3 separate regions of the Sus scrofa genome follow, and all the other regions are linked to region 1. The links are chromatin contacts, called in public Hi-C maps. All regions are on one chromosome and are shown on one strand. The core of a region is the stretch at or near the end of the contact, and the rest is flanking DNA. Distances in the headings are between cores, read along the strand shown. Region 1 holds the start of OSBPL3 (oxysterol-binding protein-related protein 3). Region 2 overlaps OSBPL3 (oxysterol-binding protein-related protein 3). Region 3 holds the start of CYCS (cytochrome c, somatic).

Evidence for each region. Hi-C and Micro-C count contacts between places; a contact is called where the count stands out from the background.
Region 2: a contact with region 1 is called in a Hi-C map of embryonic fibroblasts, with 2.0 times the contacts expected there. The contact joins the enhancer-like site here to the promoter of OSBPL3 in region 1. A contact is called at or near these places in 2 of 5 promoter capture datasets (fetal skeletal muscle and liver), 4 of 47 Hi-C or Micro-C datasets (brain, embryonic fibroblasts and liver) and 1 of 2 datasets of contacts at active chromatin or transcription factors (alveolar macrophages).
Region 3: a contact with region 1 is called in a Hi-C map of liver, with 3 times the contacts expected there. The contact joins the promoter of CYCS here to the promoter of OSBPL3 in region 1. A contact is called at or near these places in 3 of 47 Hi-C or Micro-C datasets (liver and skeletal muscle) and 2 of 2 datasets of contacts at active chromatin or transcription factors (alveolar macrophages and skeletal muscle).

What each region holds. Positions count from the first base shown.
Region 1 is chr18:47,296,345-47,300,003 of Sscrofa11.1, reverse strand. OSBPL3 (oxysterol-binding protein-related protein 3) reads right to left here and starts at 1,701. Exons shown (of 23, transcript XM_021079019.1): 1 at 1,393-1,701.
Region 2 is chr18:47,460,576-47,464,234 of Sscrofa11.1, reverse strand. All of the region lies in intron 16 of OSBPL3 (oxysterol-binding protein-related protein 3), which reads right to left. Among named protein-coding and RNA genes, the nearest start is that of DFNA5, 62 kb to the left of the region's middle. Within about 2 kb of position 1,729, at least 30 of the 83 cell types and tissues checked have an H3K27ac peak or open chromatin away from gene starts, as enhancers often do. A contact at or near this core is called in embryonic fibroblasts and liver, where this site is marked.
Region 3 is chr18:47,168,052-47,171,710 of Sscrofa11.1, reverse strand. It overlaps CYCS (cytochrome c, somatic), which reads right to left and starts at 1,790. Exons shown (of 3, transcript NM_001129970.1): 1 at 1,726-1,790; 2 at 654-830; 3 at 1-536. The coding sequence starts at 822. The coding sequence ends at 388. It also overlaps the pseudogene LOC102165713.

The DNA of each region.
Region 1 (3,659 bases), core at 452-2,951:
AATAGCAGTGTTAGTATTTGTTCGATTTCCTGATAGAAAAAAAAAAAGGTAAATAAACATCAAAACCAAAACCAGCTATCAGATCACCACTCCTCATATGTGACAAAGAAGTTTTCATCATTCATTCTACACATCGTTCTTTGGTACCTACTGTGTGCCAGGCACTGTTCTTTGACCTTGAGGATGGAGTGGTGGACGAGATAGAATGGTCTCTGCTTTCTGGAACTTCTACTCTAGCGGCGGAAAGCAGACAGTAAAAAGCCCAGGAGCTAATTTGAGAGAAATGAGTAGTATGGGGAACACCAGACAGGGTGGTGAGCCAACAGGTTGGTGGAGCGGATGGTCATTAGGCCTCGGGGCATTTCGGCGCATGCCTGCCGAAGTGGCCTCCTTGGGCCAGAAGGGGGACCTCATCTTGTATGATGCTTGAGGGTATAGCTAGATCAGAAGTTAGACCGACACCTTTATGCATCTGTGAATGATTCTCTTTTGTAGGCTAGGCTGCAGCTTAAAATCTTTCTAAATGCCCTCATCCCAGTACTCAAACTCGGAGGATCAGTGCAACACAGGGCGGGGAGGAGGGGGGGGTGGCTGCAGATACACCTCGACACAGTCCCCAGACAAATCGCAAGCGACAACTTCCCAGCTCCATCAGGTCAGAGTCCTGACTAGGGGGAGGCTGGTAGTTTGTGAGACGGAGAGAGGGAATGCAGGTGTCCAGAAGGTGGCTGGCAAGTTGCATTACCAAAAGAGGGAGGCGCGCGCCCTGGCTTCAGAAATACCCGGACGATCTACAACAATGCCCATCTGGGACTCCAGAAGCTGCAAGAGCTTCCCAGAGTGCTGGGAAGGAGGAACGTGCTCTCAGCCCCCAACCGGGGCACCGGGGAGCGCAGCAGGCCGGGCGCGGGCAGGAGAGCAAGCCCCGAGCCTAAAAGGACAGCGCCGCCCGGGTCCCCCCGGAGAGCCCCATCCCGCGGATGTGGTGAAGCCTACTAGCGCTCGGCCCAATTCAGCTGGTTTCCTGTGCCTCCCGCCCCGGGCGCCGCGCCTCCCGGCTGCCCAGAACAGTCTCTCCGCCCCGCATCCTCCGGCGCCGGGACCTGGCCTCCGTGCCTTCTTGCCACCAATCCTGGTCACACCGCCCCTCCTAAGGACGGCACTCCAGGGTGGGCAGCCTTCGGGGCCCTAATCCCCGGGAGGCCGGCACCGCGGGCGATCTCCCCAACTCGGGACTGCCCCCACTAACCGACTCTTCCCTGGGGCGACAGGAGGCCGACTCCAGTCCTGCCGAGACGCGGCGCCCCCCAAACCACAGTCCTTCCGAGCCCGCACCAGCGCCCGGCCCCCACTACACCCCGACACCATTCGGTCGGGCGTCCAGGTGCTTACCTGCGCGCTCTGCCCCCGGGGACGCCGCCTAGTTCCCCGGTGCCCGACTCCAGGGTTCGCCCACACACGCAGGAGGCAAACCTGGCTTCTCCGGTCCCCCCGCAACGCGCAGCTACAGCAACAGCCTCAGGAGACAGGGGCGCGGACCGCGACTCGCCGCCAGCCGCCCGGCCGCGCCACGCACGGGCAGCCTGGCGCCCGCCACCCCCTGTCCCGCTCGAATCGCAGACGCTGCGATCGCAGCTCGGGTTCCCAGTACTTTGCCCAGAACTTCTCCGCGCGCGCAGCTAGGCAATTAGCGGGAGGTGGGGGAAGGAGGAGCGCGGGCGAGGAGGAGGAGGAGCCTGCCCCCGCCCCGGGGCGGGGCAACACGGGGAGGGTGGGAGGGGTGGCAGAGTGACCCAAACTCTCACCAATCAGGAGTCGTCCCCGGGAAAGGAGGTGGGGAGATGCACGGGAAGAAGCGGACTGATTCCGCGATGCAGTCAGAGGAGTTGGGAACCCGAGTTCCCCACAGGTGCGAGGTCGGGAGGGAGGTGAGAGCTGCTGCTGGGCTGGGGGAAGGGGTTTCCGCCTGCCCAGTGCGCTCCCTTGGTGCTCAATAAATGTTTGTGGAGCGGCGTTTCCGGGCCAGGGAGGGAGGAAGAAGCGAGGACGGCACGGGAGGGGCTGGTTTAAGGACAAGGTTTCTGGGGACACGTTGGTCAAACAGGCAAAGAGGACGCCACCTCCTGAGGAACTCGGACCGAGGCAAAGGGATGGAGAATGGAAAAAACATGGGATGACGGAGAGCAGAATCCGCTTGGGACCCGGGCGGGAGACTGTGACTCCAGCATCCAGAGGCAGTGGTGCAGATGGTGCAGGGTCCCAGGAGAAGCCCCGAGGGGAATGTGGTTGGTTATTCTATGCAGTTCAGTCGCCAGTTAGAAGAGAGAGAAAGCATCACAGTTAGAATTAAAATGCAGGAGTTCCTTGGTAGACGAGAAAGCCCACCTGACTTGACTGCCCGCTCCTTCCTCTGCCCCCTTTGATCCTAGCGGGAACGAAAGCAGTTGATCACCTGGGCTCAGTTTGGGCTCAGTGTGTCGGATGCCGCAGGGGGCGGGATGGAAAGGGAATTAACATTTACTGAGCGCCTACTGTGTGCTCCCGGAACAGCTGTGAGCTCGAAGCTGTGCATAATGGCACCACAGGCTTCTGCTCTCCTGCTTTCGCTTTAGTAGGGAGACAGACCGTGAACAAAGAAGAACACCTGCAAATATAAACAATCGAGAAAGGCCGAAGATCTGTGAGCATTGAGGTAATTGCTAAACAGAGCTTTCAAAAGTGGTGACAGATGTGACAGAGAGCTGTGCAATACCCCGAGGGCCTTTCAGCGGGTGTGGCTTTTACACAGATTTCTGAACCAGGGAAAAGATCTGCCACACCCGTCTCGGAAAGAGCGTTCCAGGCAGGGGGAATGGCAAAAGCAAGGTATGTAGCCTCCCCTGAAGAGCCATCTAACCTCCCTTGCACAATGAGTGTGGCTCGCTAGGCGCGGTGCCTGGCACAGAGTAGGGACTCCAGAAGGTGAAATCCCAGCGCTACCCACCCCCTACGGCACTCGACGCATTTCCAGTCTCCCGACTGATCCCAAATAAGGTTTCTGACGCTCTTGCAGGAGCCACACTATCCACATTTCATTCATTGCTCTCGGTTCTCCGCATTCTGGAACCATCCCCGTCGCAGGATGTCTGGGACTGTCTGTTTTGGATCTGGCAGGCAGCGAGCGAGGGCGGGAGGATCCCGACAAGCTGCGGAACGAACCCACCGTTGTGCTGCCCGCGCTGGCACTCGGAGAAGATGTAAAATCCAATGGCTTGAAGGTTTTTAAATCTTCCGCCGGCACCTGACCAACGCCGGGGCGGGGTGGGGGGGGCGATGAACATGACCGGCAGGCGCCTGGACGATGCATTGTTTTCCCAGCCCTCTTCCACTTTGCTGCAGTTCCTCTCTGAGAGAAGCTCAATCTTTCCTCCGTCCTCCTGCTTTCAAGCTCTTTTATTTTTTCTTTTCCTCTCTCCACCTCCCACCCTCACCCTACTTCATTAGCATTGTTTTGTGTGTGTGTGTGTGCGCGCGCGCATGAGAAGAGCCTTAAATCCAAAAGGAAGTTATTTGCAAAGAGCTTTATTGTTGAAACTATCATTCCGTTCTTGGCTTTTTCTTCAATTTCTTCCAGATAAAGTGTCTATTTTTTTTTCTATTGGTACTTGAGGCAATTAATT
Region 2 (3,659 bases), core at 480-2,979, 160 kb before region 1:
GAAAAGAGACCAAGCGGCAGGTCAGAGCTACCCAGTGAGTTGAGGGGGGCATTCGTTAACCATTTCCTGATTGCCTGTGTGTCAGGCACTGTCTTAGCCCCTGGGGATACAACAGGTCTTCATCCTCATGGAGCTGACATTTCAGTGCAGGGGTGAGACAGACAAGAAGCAAACAAGCAGAGCATCTACCAGGAGTAACATGTGGAGGGGGATGCGGCAAGGATGGGGTGGAGGGATGCCGAGGGGGAGTGTATCCCAGATGGGGCAGGAGGGGTAGGACCTTTCCAGGGCAAGAGAAACAAGGCAACTAACCACCCACTCAGCTGAGGGAGTGTGTCCAGGTCAGAACACACAGCCGCTGCCCAGGGTTGGCAAATGCTCGGTGTGTTTTAGGAAAAGCCCAAAAGGCCAGTGTGGCTGAAGCCGAGTGAGGGGAAGTGGGAGGGGGCATGATACGGGGCGGGGCGGCGTCCAGGAGGGTTTCGTGGACTGTGAGATTTGATCCCACGTGACTTGGGGAATCCGGAGAGAGATAATCTGGCTGCTGGGTGAGAAACAGGCTATGGAAACAAGAGACTGGTTAATGAGACTACTGCACAAGCCTGGTCATCAATGCCAGGCTCAGTGGCCAGCACCAGCAGCAGAGGCAGTGACATTGGCTGGCTTTGCAAGGAAGACCTTGGGATTTGCTGATGAGTAGCATGTGGATTATAGAAGGAAGCTCTTAAGGATGATGCCAAGGCCCAGTTTTGGGGAAAATACAGTTGCCAATTATTTTCTCTTCCACTAAGTTTAGAGTTAAGCATAGAGTTTTCTTTGATAAACACAATTTCTTTAAAAAAAAAAAGTTAAATAATGACTTGACCTAAAAATGGGAAAGCACTGGTTGAGTCACCTTACAGTTGATTTATTGCCTTTTTTTTTTTTTTTGTCTTTTTGTCTTTTTAGAGCTGCACCCACGGCATATGGAGGTTCCCAGGCTAGGGGTCAAGTCAGAGCCATAGCTGCCAGCCTACAGCACAGCCACAGCAACTCAAAGTCTGAGCAGTGGCAATGCCGGATCCTTAACTCACGGATCGAGGCCAGGGATCGAACTGGCATCCTCATGGATGCCAATCAGTTTCATTAACCACTGAGCCACAAGAATTCCGAGTTTTATTTGAACAGCTTGAATTTCCCCTTGATAAAGTCTTTAAATAAGCTGCCACTTTTATCAGAAGTAAACAACCCTGCCTACTAGTAAATAAAAGGACTCTTGAGAGGGTCAGGTGGGTGTGCAGAGAGGTAGGTGATAGGTATGGTATTTTCAAGTCCAGCCAAGAATGTGTGTTCAGAGTTCTAATGATTAACAGAAAAAGAAGAAGGCTGAGCCAGGAAGCAAAGGAAAAAATACTTCATTTGAATCTCTTACCTTTTAGTAACTTTCAACAACTCTGCTCAGCTTTTCTGTCAGAAACTCAACAGCAGGTGGCTGGGTGGATAATGGTTAAAATGACTCGAACAGTGATCTGACGCCTGAAGCGCCAGGCAATTAGGAAAAGCCACTTTTAGACAATAGCTTAACTGCATATCCTTTAGAGACACCAAGCTTTTCCCAAAGGCACAAAAAAGAAGCAAAGTGAACTGAAATGGATTTCCTCTTTCTTTTATTTTTAGAGCTGCACCCACAGCATATGGAAATTCCCAGGCTAGGGGGCGAACTGGAGCTATAGCCGCCAGCCTACACTACAGCCACAGCCACGTGGGATCTGAGCCACATCTGACCTACACCCCAGCTCACGGCAATACCAGATCCTTAACCCACTGAGAGGGCCCCCATGGACTGAACCTGCATCTTCATGATACTAGTCGGGTTTATTACTCCTGAGCCATGACGGGAACTCCTGAAATGAATTTTCTGAGCCAGCGGGTCCCTGATGAAGCTCCAGCCAGGCAGCCAGAGCATCAGTGAGGGTAACCTACCAGGACCATACTTGGCCCTGCGGAGGGAAAGAAAGTCTTTCCTTCGGAATGTTCCCCTTTCTGGCATACTTGGAAAACCAAGGCTGAATCAGATTTCTTGGCAGAGAGGAAACCCCTCCCTGAGAGGGTGGAACAGTCAGAGGTTAGAACATGAGACTGGAATGTTTATGATTGATTCCTGAACGTTCCTTGTTCACAAAGGCTCCTGGCCAGCCCCCAACGGGAGTGGAGAACAAAGTCCTGCTTGAGTCGGGAGGATGAAAGTTGAAGGGACAAGGACAAGCAAAACCTCAGAGTCTGAACAGTCTACGAAAGGCTGTTTTCACAGGGGCAGCTGATGCCTCTGGCAGCTCTGAGCACAGTAACTAAACCTATGTTAAGAGACACCAAAAAAAGGTGGGGGAGAGAGGATGCTGGGGTGGCAACCGAGGGTGTCAGTGGAGGGGCGCCGGAGCCCAGAGGGGCCAGGCCTCGGGTGCCTCACCTGCCACACGGGGTATGTGAAGACCAAAGAAGACCCCGTACAAATGTGAAAAGCGTAACGCGCCCTGCAGCATGATGCTCGTTAACTGTGACAAGGAACATTCGAACAGCAACTGCTTTCTCCGCTTCCTGACGCCATGAGCCATTTTTAGCCCGAATTTTGGGGTCTTTTAGGTGAGAAATGATGTACTGGGGGCAAGCTTCCATGGAGCTGAACTCTGAAGCAAACTCCCTTTGCCCCTGATGACTCCAAGCCTCCCCACCCCCACCAAAACCACGGGCAACAAAGGCCAAGGGCTTGGAGGAAAAAGAGAGACACCGCTTTCCAAAGCACCTGCCCCTGTGGTCTGGAAAACTCAGTAGAAAAGCTAAAAGTTGGGTACCTTTGTCTCTTTCCATGTCCTTTCAGTTGCAGATAGGATTTCTCTCGGTGTTCTTAGAATAAAATTCCACCTCGAAATACGAATTTAGAGGTCCGGCTCAGTTTATTAGTCATTCAGTAACCCCTACTCATTGCAGAGAGGGGCAAGAAAGCAAAGACGCCCCCGAACTCTGAAAGCTCACACGATGGACAAGGGCAGCGTCACGCTGTTTCCATAATAGACTGTCTCCAGGGCCAGAAGCAGGAAGAGCCAGGCTGGCAGGTTCCAGCGGGAAACGGAACAAACGCTCTGGCGCTCTCCTTAGATGTGTTCCCCGAGAAGGCTTCATGCAGTGGGTGCGCTGGGCGCATAGACAGTAGGGTGGGAGAGGGAGCGCAGGAGGCTGAATCGATGCGTCTCCTCTGGGCCAAAGCCCTCCCAGTCCTGGGGCAGGGGACAGCCTGACACACTGAACTGAAGAGCCAGCTCTCCTTACCTGTGCACTCACTTGATGACTTTGATTTTGGCTTCTCAAGTAATCTGTCTGCAGGGAAAGTATTCCTGGTTGGGCTGCTCTAATGACAGGTCTAATTTTCATAAAAAAGGCATACTGAAGCCTGCTGGTCTATATCTCAGTCTCTCATAAGCTTAGCTAGTGTGACTCTGTCCCTGGAAACTCATCCATCTTGGGATATATTAAAAGAATCAACTATCTGAGGCCATAAGGCTAAATTCCAGACAGGTGAAGTGGCTCCTTCATGACCAGGACTGGTGGTGTTCCCAAGTGAGGCCAGCTGTGAGGACTCCTGGCTGCCTCATGGCTGACTTTCGGTCACAGCCTCACCAAAGACA
Region 3 (3,659 bases), core at 541-3,040, 130 kb after region 1:
ACAGTGAAGGGATCTTCTCAGTATTTAAATATATTAATATAACCAGTTATAGAAATCTAAATATAAAACCAATCTCCTATAGGTTCTGAGAAGGTATTCACCATTTTCCTGAAAAGTTTAACACTCCACATTCAAGTTTAACCATCTCTGTAGAAGGGAAAGACAGTGATAGTACTTGTTGAACTAGAATTAATATTAAAATTCAAACAGCTGACCATATTCATTTAGCCACCAACCAATCTTATTTAAATCAGGACCATCCAACAGAAACATTCCATCAGCCATACATGATCTGAATTCTAGAGTATGAGATCAATTTAAATATGGTACACATATAAAAGTCATGAGACATGTCGGTCTTGTAATAAATAAGGCGGTGGCCAACTTTTACTCATTAGTAGCTTTTTTCAGATAAGCTATCAAGTCTTCCCTTTCTCCCTTCTTCTTAATGCCAGCGAAGATCATTTTTGTTCCAGGGATGTACTTCTTGGGATTCTCCAGGTACTCCATCAGTGTCTCCTCTCCCCAGGTGATGCCTAAACAAGGACGGATGCAGTATTAAGTATGTCGCACTCCCAAAAAACTGTTCATTTACCATAGGTTACATCCCTGCAATTTGTGCTCGGGTTTGTTCACGAGGGTCCCCCTCTTACCTTTGTTCTTGTTGGCATCTGTGTAAGAGAATCCAGGAGCCTGACCTGTCTTCCGCCCAAAGAGACCATGGAGGTTTGGACCAGTCTTGTGCTTGCCTCCCTTTTCTACAGTGTGGCACTGGGCACACTTCTGAACAAAAATCTTCTTGCCCTTCTCAACATCACCCATTTTAAAATCTAGAAATGAAAGACTCAGCTTATTAATTTTTCTGCAAGTAAAAATACAGTGGAAACAAATGATCAACTCCAGTCACTTATTCATTGCAAACTTATTACACTAAGTACCAGGCTGAACCATGCTTTACTCGCTACACTTGCAATAGACTCTTTAACAGAAAAAACTTTTTATAGCAAAAACGCTATTTGGAAGAACTTCGAAAAAGTTACAGCCCAAGCAAGCAAAGTGGGATGCTAGTTCAAAACTATTCCAAAAGATGAGGTCAAGGTCACAAAAAGTCACAAAGCTAATTAAGCTGAACTGTGATTACATTAAACCCAAACCACCAAAAATTCCAACTTTCGCCTTGCTGTGGGTTGGGAGGGCAGCAGCAAGCTTCGAGGTCCCCCGTCCCTGGGGTCTCAGGGGCGACCACGAGATCATTCACCCAGGCCGGGTTGAAGGAGACTGGGATGAAACCTACGTCTCCCAGGTGCCTGAACAGGTGAAGAGGAAACGCAACAGGTGGCCAGAAGAAGAAGATTTACTGGAAAAGCAGTTGGCTCTCTTGGAAAGCAGACGTGAGGCGCCGCGCGCAGCACCCTCACCCCCGCCCTCCCTCGGGAGGAAGTCTTGTCAGTCACTGCCACAGCCCCGACGTCCCGAGGGCCAGCATCTCGCAACGGTTCACAACCAAGTCATCTTTAAACGTTCAGGACCTTGACCAGACCACGCCATTACCTAGCTGGGTCCTGGCCCTGCTCAAAGCGGAGACCACCCGCTCGTGGCCGGGCGCAGTCCGGGGCCGCCACTCCCGGCCCGCCCGGCCTCAGTTCGCCCGCGCGCAGCCCTCGCAAGCGCGCGCCCTCAAGGCTTGGCTTCCCGCCCGCTGTGGCCTCCGCACCCAGGGCTCACCGTTCTTTCGCCGAGCTCAACAGACAAGCCACCACTCGCAGGCCGGACGTCCCGCTTTCTGGGTCCAAGGACACGCCGGTCCGCGCCTATGTACCGGCGTTGGTGCAACCGAACTAGCTCCGCCCTCTGGCGGCTCCACGTGCGGCCCGGCGGACTGATACGCAGTGACGTCACCGCGCCTCATTGGCCCCGGTCTCTAGGGCCGGCTTCGGAGATCTGCGCGCGCACGCCGGCTAGCAGGGTAGGGTGTACCGCGTGCGTGCCCTTCCTGTCGGGGCCTCTCTTGCCGGGTATTTACGACAGGCCGTTAGAGGTGCGACACCGAGGTTGTGCCGGGAAGGGCGGGCATCGCTCTCTGACCTCTTGTGTGCTTGCGTGTGATGACGGGGAGGGTGGGGCGGAATGGAGTAGTGGATTGAGGGCGGAATGCGGCCGGGGTAACCGGGTTGTTCTGGTTGACGTAATGCTCTTTGAGCGGCACGTTTTGCCTGCCTGGAGGGAGACAGTCCAACTTGGACACACCTAGAGCTCCCCTGGCTGTCATTCCCTTAGCTGGCCACCTTTACCCAGACTTGATCGTATTTCCGCGGCTGGCGCCAGGGGCACCCCAGAGGGATAGCCTGCAACCAGAGTTGTGAGAGTTGGACATGAGCTCCTGACCTTGTTCTTGTTTCTCCTCCACTTTGTGACTTAAAGTCATCTTACAGATCTCCCTTTCCTTTACGGACGCCCGAAGACTGGGACAGGTGCTGCAGTTGCGGTGTTAGAGCTGCCTGGGTTGTAGCTCTGGTCCCTTACCTTCCGGCTTCTTTCTGCCAGCCCTTCCCTCCTGTCATTTGTGTGTAGAAAGAGCAAGGAGTGTGTGCAAGCAGCATCCAGGAAGAAATATTTTTACATAGTTAGAGAATTTCGGGGAATCTAGAGAGAATTTACATCCCATCTAACCTAAATGAAGATCATGTTCAAGTAAGCCAATGAGCTTGGGGTCATATTAGAAATGTAGGGTTTTTTGTTTTTGTTTGTTTTTTGTCTTTTTAGGGCCGCACCCCAGACATGTGGAGGTTCCCAGGCTAGGGGTCGAATCAGAGATGAAGCTGCTGGCCTGCGCCACAGCCATGCCAGATCCTACCCGAGTCTGTGATCTACACCACAGCTCACGGCAATGCAGGATCCTTAATCCATTGAGGCAGGCCGGGGATGGAACCTGCATGCTCTTGGATACTAGTCAGGCTCTTTACTGCTGAACCTCCATGGGAACTCCTAGAAGTGTAGGTTTGATCACCATAACTTCCAGTAATTATACTTCTAGCTCTCCTTCCTGAGATACACAGTTTTGTCACTGAGAAGTTTCTCAACTTCCTTGTCCCTCAGTTTAGCCCCAGAATTCTAATTGATTTTTCCTTCTTTTCCCTGTTCTGTCAAGCGCTGCTGAATTCATTCATTCAAGGGTTTATTGAATGCATATCATGTGCTGGACACTTTCTAGGAACTTGGAATAAATCAGTGAAAAATGTTTCTCTGGTGGAGCTTACATTCTAGCATCCTTCCTCCTACCTCTGAATTCAGCAATAGCTGCTAAGAGGTTAATTCATTAATTAATTAATTTCATTTTCCAAAGATTAAATGATTAAAAAGCGCACCACACTGTATAGAAATCAACATTCTCTCCCATAATTCTGTGCATCTGGGACTATAGAAATGTCACTGTCCCTGCCCCACATCTTCAAATTAACATTCTCAGGTCACAATAAGTCTTCCCAAAGGGGACCTTCCAGAAAAACAAGCTATTTCCTTTGCTCATATTTCCCTCTTTTTGTAGCATGCACCAACAATCTATCCAAGAAGTATATATTGGGGAATAGGAGGGGGTCCACCAGCAAGCCCACAGTTGCTGACAGCCATAAGGTGAGAGACAAGCACAAAAGGATACATCA